2 separate regions of the Gasterosteus aculeatus genome follow, and region 2 is linked to region 1. The links are chromatin contacts, called in public Hi-C maps. All regions are on one chromosome and are shown on one strand. Each heading gives the region's core, a stretch centred on a gene start, on an enhancer-like site or on the middle of the called end of the contact. The rest is flanking DNA. Distances are from core to core; before and after follow the strand shown.

The links. Hi-C and Micro-C count contacts between places; a contact is called where the count stands out from the background.
Region 2: a contact with region 1 is called in a Hi-C map of skeletal muscle, with 11 times the contacts expected there. The contact joins two enhancer-like sites. A contact is called at or near these places in 5 of 6 Hi-C or Micro-C datasets (liver, skeletal muscle, tail fin and 1 more).

Annotation. Positions count from the first base shown.
Region 1 is chr1:13,784,682-13,788,879 of fGasAcu3.hap1.1, forward strand. robo1 (roundabout, axon guidance receptor, homolog 1 (Drosophila)) reads left to right here. Exons shown (of 31, transcript XM_078098242.1): 20 at 1,590-1,616; 21 at 2,969-3,011. Among protein-coding and RNA genes, the nearest start is that of robo1, 200 kb to the left of the region's middle. Within about 2 kb of position 2,115, at least 4 of the 9 cell types and tissues checked have open chromatin away from gene starts, as enhancers often do.
Region 2 is chr1:13,959,318-13,963,515 of fGasAcu3.hap1.1, forward strand. All of the region lies in intron 1 of robo2 (roundabout, axon guidance receptor, homolog 2 (Drosophila)), which reads right to left. Among protein-coding and RNA genes, the nearest start is that of robo2, 87 kb to the right of the region's middle. Within about 2 kb of position 2,279, at least 2 of the 9 cell types and tissues checked have open chromatin away from gene starts, as enhancers often do.

The sequences.
Region 1 (4,198 bases), core at 865-3,364:
ACAGTGTCACGTAGATGTGGTTTGTACCTGACTTGAGTTAAAGTGACGTGGCTCATGACAAGCCCCACCTCTGCCCACAATGGTTAGAGTACAAAGAGAGCTATTAGCCTTTCTTTCTGAGTCTCATTTATGTGTGGGCTGGATTAATGTGTGGCCTTGGGCTGTGCAGCTGCTGCCCGTGGGCGCTACCTGCGCTGTCTTTATCCCCGGTCTCAGGTTTACTGCTGACAGCCCGGGTTAGAGGAGATCCGCCCTTCAACCCTGAGACGTACACAGACAATGGACTGACGTCTGCGGCTGTTATACAGACAACACAGTCTATGGGTGAATCCACCGCGGCCTTTCTAAAAGTAGGAGTTGCGAGTCATGTGAAAGTGAGAGACACCTCAACTAAGCTGTTCCTTAAGCTCTGTGGTCTTTCTCAATTCTTCCCCTTACATGTTGGGGTTCTAATGGTCACAGCTGTGGCTTTCTACATGTTGGTATGGTGAAGATATTATCTTGAACATCTTAAAGACCCATGTGGATTTTCCTAATTGGACCGTATATCTTCAAAATTCAAAAATTGTTGAATGTTGCTGTTTGGTTCAGTGTTGCAGTCGTGCCGCTTTCTGAGATGTCTTTATCCAAGCTAACAGCTCCAAAGGCAATACCTGTATTTTTTAACCACTGCGACTTATTCAGAACCAATGCTCTGATGCAGAATAGTCCCTTTGAAGACTTTATGAGTGCCAGTATTGATCTGTGGCCGGGGGGCGGGGGGGGGCAGAGAAGACTGTGGGCTGAGGTTCCCCTCTGACTTTCTGTGATTCTATATGTTGATGTTAACTCACATAAACTCACAAAGCTCTTCAGGGGCACAGTAGGCAGACATGCCCCCCCCCCCCCCCCCCCCCCCCCCCTCCTCCCCTTGTGGCTGTGGTCTTTGTAGGAACTGGTTACAGAGAATGTTTTGAAAGGAGTATAATTGCAACCACATGAAGCAACAATATGCACTTGTTGGGGATAAATTGGCTGAACTGAGACATGTGTATGTGTGCATCTGCTGTGGTGTTTGAGCAAACTGTTTGAGAAAATGAAACCGTTTTTTTCATCCCAGTCGTCTCCTTCTGTAGGTCAGAAACAGGCAGCAACATTTCTATACTGAACATTTTCTATGTAGCGTTCTGGATGTCCAGCACGGTGCATTGTGGCATCAACGCATACTTTGGCTAAGTCTGCCAACGGTATCTTACTCTTTTGCACATGGGCCCCTTCCCAGCTAAAATGTGAGTAATTGAGTTGCGTGGGTGATGATACGAGTGTTCGCGATAGCAACGGATATCTCCCCGGTGGGTGACCCCCTGCCCAGATGGTCTCTGACAGTCTGAGCCAGGGATTTGAACCAGCAGCTGGCTCAACACTCACTATCCCCAAGTTGGGGCCAGGAGATATACAGTATACAGGGATCAAAGACTAGGGGCCAGCGAGTAGCTTGTTACTACAGGCCAAGTTACTATGCATTGATGAGGCCTATAAATGAAGTCCTAGGGGCCCAGACAGTACTGATGAACAGCTAATCAATGATTTGTTTGCTTCTGTCATTACAGTGCCATCCTTTACTTTCACACCAACAGGTAAGCACTTTCCTCCTTATTTTACTTTAAATACAAAATGGGTCGTCTACTTTTGTCAACACTTCCACCACGTAATGTGTTGTTGTTGTTGTGATGGAGCAGCTTCACGGAGAGCATTGCACACCACTGAGAGCCTGTTAAGACTAGTGTTAACTTGATCAAAGCACTGCTAGCGACTTCAGACGTGATTTAAGAGAATGACACACCACCAGCACGCCAACATACCAATTAGATAGGCAAGCAGTAGCGGAGCTAAGGAGGTTATCTTTGAATTAAAGTCACACAGGGAGAAACAGATATAAGAAAAGCTCTTTGTGTGTGTCTCTCTCTCTCTCTCTCTCTGCAAATGTGTGGTTACATTCCTCCTTTTTCTTCCACTCGTTGACTTTCATCCACCTGAAGTTATTTGTTCGCTAGAGGTGTGTCAGGGGTGTTGGCAGTGCTCAGTGCTCTGCTGAATGTGAAACAGTGAATAGGTGAGAGGAAGTCAAGGTGAGAGCAGGAGACTTGTATATTACAGTTGGGGTTCGTGGTTACACTGGCTGATCCGGTCTGTTCGGACCTCATATGTAACAGTGGCAGCGTTGTTTCTGATTGCCGGAAGGGTTGCAATCAGGTAGAATAATTGCAGTTGCAAGCTTGTTTTTTCATCCGTGGCAAATCTGTCAGGTGAAACCCACTCTGAGCTTTTGTGTTTAGGTTTCTGCCTGTTAAAGAAGAAAATCCTTGCTGCTGGCAGCCAGTGTGAAAGCGTGACGTCACACTGCGTTCGGCTACGATTTCAATCGAGAATTAGATCGTGATACTTTGGTTCGCATTGGAGAGAGCTAATCTAAGAACTCTATGTGTGGAGGCCAAAGCCACACTTCCTGTTTTCAAAACGAGACAGCTGAAGGGCCGACCTCCTTCTCTTCCACCTCCTCTCCTCTCAGGGAGGAGATTGTAATTAAAGTTGGAGGTTTATCTCTCCTTCACACACGGGCAGCTTAGAGCGCCTTGAAAGAGTCCAACTTTCAGTGTGCAGAGCTTCAAACATGCTGAACTCGAGCCAGACAGCCAAAGAGCTCTGCATTTCTGTTCTTCGTAAGCCTCTTATATCCTCCTCCTCTTCCTCCTGCTGTTGCTGTTGCCGCGTGTGTGACTCAGCCGAAATGATGCCACACACATTCACTCACATGCACATTTGAACTGATACAATATCTCACACTTGTTAAGACATAGCATTCCTATCATTGCTCACAAAACAAATCCATTCAAAACCAAATTAATAACATAGTAGCCAAAAGAAAATATGTGGTGACAATAATATAAGTGTTAAATCATGTTTATTAACTTATTTTCTCTCTTTTTAGTTGCATATCAGAGAGGAGGAGAAGTTGTAAGCAGCGCTGGAAGGTAAGAGTTATATTGTTTTCATGAATGGTTTTTAAAAATATTTTTAGTATCACATTTTGGGAAATGAATGAATACTAGTGATCACATCACTAAAACTCCCAAAACGTACGAGTAGCGTTTGGCAAGTGAACTTTTTTTCAAAGACCACTAGGGGGAGTGCTGAGACCTTCTTACGCAGCAGAGAGCTAAGGAGGGGTAAGGAGGTACATCAAATATGTTATGATAACTGGAACAAAGCCGGACGTAGTCTGCCAGGAGCCCATCTCCATCCTACATGGTGGAGAGCCACATCCAACCACAAGGCTGCGCCGTAGACTCGCCCTAAAACGTGAACGGAGACACGTGCACACACACAGCAGAGAGGGCACACCTTTTCAATGTTGTGGAATGGTGCATTGTGCAAAAACAGCGACTGTGCGCATGGCAAACACTGCACTCATTTGTGACTTGTGACTGCATTTGGCATGTTTACATACAGCAAGAAAATAGTGAAAATTGAGTATGAAGACAAGAAGAGGGAATATGTATTAAATTGTGAATACTGAGAGAATATAATTGACACCGCACTGACTGTAAGTGTACATGAGTTTGCATGTTTATGTGTGGATAAATAGTTAGCTCGGAGCCATCAGCAGTAAATCCATGTCCATTATGTTATCCAGTTCTATGATTGAATCCCACATGCAGCATGGCCGTGTCAGCTCTGCACAAAGACAATGGCCATTCAATATCAACATACAACTGCCGGGGTGATTGAGGAGCTATTGTGAAATTGCATTTGGCTGTGCAAGACAAATGTGTTCATTACCCAAAATGAATCCCAAGAAATGAGTCATTTGAGAGGGAACGAGGAAGCGTAACTCGATGCTAATGCAGTGTTGGAATATGCAAACTGGAAGTAATACTGTGGACATTTTGAATACTGAAACAGTATATGGCCCTGGTGGCGTAGACTGAAATGTATTTGTGTGCTAGATTGATCCGTTTTATGAGCAATAGAATGCGATTTATTCTCAGTACTGTTAACACTCAGTGGTTGGCCTGTGGTCATGTTGTACGGTAGAATCCAGTGGAACAAGTGATCTTCAAATTACTGTAGCAAGACATGCAAACAATACAGTCGGATGAGTTTCCTTCTGTATAGCTAAGAAAATGTTTTTTTTAAATGATAGAGATGTTGTGAGACA
Region 2 (4,198 bases), core at 1,029-3,528, 170 kb after region 1:
GGTATTTGCCATTGATCAATGCGGGTTTATTCACTATCGGCTAATCATCAGAAATCATATAACAGTAATTAGATTCACGCTGTCCGTCGGTTGGCCCGCCTCCCCAAAACCCTCAATCTGCTGTTGGCGAAACATAGTGAGGGAGAGAATAAAGAAAGGACTGTATCTGTGTCTCGGGGGCCCAGGAGGGTAAGCACAGGTGTGTATTCTGTAAGTACAGGTGTGTGGGACAGGTGAAGGGGCTGACTTCTTGCTTTACCTCAGAGTCAGCATGCTCAATTCATCATCTCACTCCTCCCCCACCCCAACCTCCACACACACACACACACACACACACACACACACACACACACACACACACACACACACACACACACACACACACACACACACACACACACACACACACACTCCTAATATACTCACCATCGCAGGTGTACAACAACCCCCTCAGTGTTTGAATTCCACCCTCATGGACAATGCCAACGACAGCTAGTTTGGTGTGTGTGTGTGTGTGTGTGTGTGTGTGTGTGTGAGAAAGAGAAATGCTGAACGAGCTGGGTCGGGGAAGTTGTGAAATATAAATAATTTTAGGAAAGATATTGATCCTTTACCGCCGCCTACCTGTTTGCATGAAAGCGTCACCTCTTCCTGTTGTATCTCTCAGCTGCTTTGTCTTTGTTTCTCCAGGCAAAAACATCAAGGCATTAGACCTTTTTTCTGCTCTGTAAATGTCACGGGTACGCTTGGCTGATGCTTAATAAAGCGGCGGTAAAAAAAAAAAAGGGGGGAAAGTTTTACCTCGCCTGCGTTCTGCTGGTCTTATTGAAAAATCAACCATGTGCATTATCTCCTGCTGACATTTTCTCTACACCTTCTGCACTATGGAAATGTAAGGGCCTTAACCGGCATGCTCCCAGAATGTAAAGAGCCTGTGAATCCTTTTGATCTTCATTGATAGTCGAGCAGTACTACGAACATAAAGGAAGTATGCAAAGTCCATTCTCTTATATGCTGAACAGGTGGAGCGATAGCTGTTTAAACGTGATCCGCAGAGCAGCCGCACCGGGCTGTTAAAATATCATAGTTCACTGGTCAAGTAACACTTATCTGTCGCGCGTACAAACACAGGGGAATATACGCTGATTTCCATTGGCGGAGTGCTCCCCTCATTCTTTGCCCCCTCCTCGTTCACTTCCTCTTACAATCAGCAGCTTTGTCTTTAATCTGCACTCATTTCTTACGCTAATCAGAGACCAAACAGCAGTGGACTTTGATGCAGAGGACAGCGGCTTCCTTGACAGTGATGAGAGCGTGGGAGACAGTCGAGGAGGGGAGCTTCCTGTGGATGAAGGTCCATCATTACAGCGGGGCCTATTCCAGCAAATGAACCGCAATTACAATAACGCTGCCTAAACGCTGCCAACTCAAGCAGAACAATCGCATTTGGGGGCGAGACTTCGCAGCGGCTCTAGCACAATGACCTCAGCCTGCCTCATCATTCACCTAGACTATTTTAATCTGGGCTTACTTTCCATTATGGGGCGGTACTTTAAACCGCTCTCTTTCAATCATGCCCATCAACAGAGCTGTTCGTCTCCGCGGCGCTCTGGGTAATAAAACATCATCCTCGCTATTTCCCGGTAAAAGATTGCGTTGTTAAAACTGTATTTGATTACAATCAAACCGTTCCCCTCCTCGGTTCCCTGACACATACACAACCATTCTCCGGGGTGTGCGTTTCTCTTGACTCAGCATCACTGAAACCACAGGCCCCGGTGGCAGATAGTGAGCTGCACACCACCAAAGACCCCCCCCCCCCTCCCCACCACAGCCTCTTGGATGGATTTAAGTTGGGGCGTCTCAGCATGTGTCGCCTATGACGGTAGTGACGTCGGCGGCTCCAACATCAGGCACAAGCATGCAGAAGGTCTGAGAATAGCAAAAAAGGTCAGGCGTGCATGTCCACTATGCAGAGCATGTTCTAATCCAGCTTCAAAAGCAGCACCGTGGTTTAAAGAGACGAACCAGGCAGCTGCTGAGCGGCATATTCCTGGAAGTTTCCCCTACTGCAACCAATCGGATTCGTTAAGTGTGGTAACCCTGTTTTCAGATTCACAGGATCAACCAACCCTTGCAACAACACCCAGCACACACACAGTTTCGCCCTGTGTTCTCAGGCCATCTCACCTTTTCTCTCCTCTACTACACACTGGCAGCATTAATCACCACACACACTAAACAGTGACTGACGCCATTCACAAGGCCCGGCTTTGTTGGCTATGCTGCCCAGTGAATACAACTCCAGACCTTTTTGTCTTCCTAAGTGGACTCTTAGAGGAAGCTCCTCCCTCTCCAAGGACCCTCAGATTACCTCTGAAAAGGGGCTGGGTGATGGGTTAGTTCTGCGGGGATGGACGGAGGGGGCGGGGGGGAAGGGTGACAGCCAAATGATTGGGAAGATCCACGGCTCCCGGGGAGATGTGCACCCACTCCCTCTGGACAGCCCCGCGATGCCATCGGCCATCGCTTAGCAACCAGTGGATTTGGCTGAACCGAGTGAAAGACAAGAGGGAAATTTAATTCTAAGGAAAAAATATTTAAATCCCAGCAGAAAAAGGAGTGCGGATTTGCTGACTACAGAAGGCAAGAGAGGCACAACTTGCAGCTGTGAAGAACAAAAGCGGGAGCTGACAGGTAGAAGAAAGGAAAAATGGGGCCTTGCAAGCTTTTCCATTCAGTGACAACAAAAAACTCTGTTTTACATACCGCTAATGTGTACAAACAATACAAAGCAAACACATGAATCATCACTCACAATGTAGTGCTGATAATATTCCAGTATGTGTGTATGATTTCTCCTTCTCACTTTGTCTGAGCAGGTCGTGAGCCTTTGACAACGGCGGAAGGGTGTGTCCAATGCAAAAGCACGACTCGGAATTCAATCAGACTTCAGGTTTATGCATTCAAAACGTAATACATCTTAATCCCTTCCATCATTCCACCAGTCACAGGTTGGACCAATCCCAATCTCCATTTCCGTCACCTCAGCCCTCCCATTTTGATGATTGATGCGAGTCATCACATTAACTCTGCAGTGCGGGCCATTTTAATTCCTCCATTAAACCAGTTGTTTAGCAGGAGAGTGAAACATTGTAAAATCGTAAAATATATATATTTGTTTTTTTTAAATCGCTGATTTTGAACCCTCAAACGGATAGGTCTAAGAGGGATGAAGAAGCTTTTGGATGCAGAAATTTAAACACTTTCAATTCCATTTACATCCTTATTAAAGTTGAATCAGACAAATGAGAATAACAAACTGGGGCACTGTTCCAGCTTGGATTAAAAGTGGCTTTGGTGTACAACCGCAGCATTGAAATCTAAAGTGAAATGACCACTACAGAGCAGGGGCAAGCTGATCACAACCTATTGGCTAAACCCCTCCATGTCCGTCTGTACTACTTTACGTTCTGTTGGACTACATTGTTTTTCATTTGTACAAATGTCTGGATTATAAACTAGCATATGATTGCATTAAGAAAATCCTCTTCACCTCAGTGTAAGAGTGATAACCTGTAGCCACTGTAAGGGAACCTGAAAATCATTCATAGATATATTCACTTTACACTAACTGAGTCTCCCCGAGGGGGAAAAACCGCCTCTGACTGGTCCTGTCTGTTATAAGTAATATGCAAACTATTTATTCAAATGTAGTGCTGATACTTATTTTATCTGTTGCACAAGAAGCAGAACAAAACTGGCCTGAATTCAACCTCCTGTGAGGCAAACGTTACCTGACTTAAATGGAAGTTATTAGCTTGATTATTGTTTGATTCTTTTCTTATGTCTTATGAATAAAAAAATAAAATACATCATGTAAAGTACTTGCTGCAATAATACAAATAGATCACTTTCAATCAGAAACTCCACATAGTCAGTTATCAACATGACGACTGCAGCTTGAATAAATCATTTAATAATCAAAAACTCTACCATTGTTTTTTGTGTGCGTGTGTGTCCCTGCTTACCAGAGTCCAACAACACACATATACATTATTACGCACGGAGTAATAAACGACGGGTGGACCACAGGCAGCGTCCAACACGGTCCGTCCTAAACACAAGTAGATATTAAAATATCCGTACGAAGAAGTTTCACACGACACGTTAGAAAACTTACCATCCACTTGAAAAT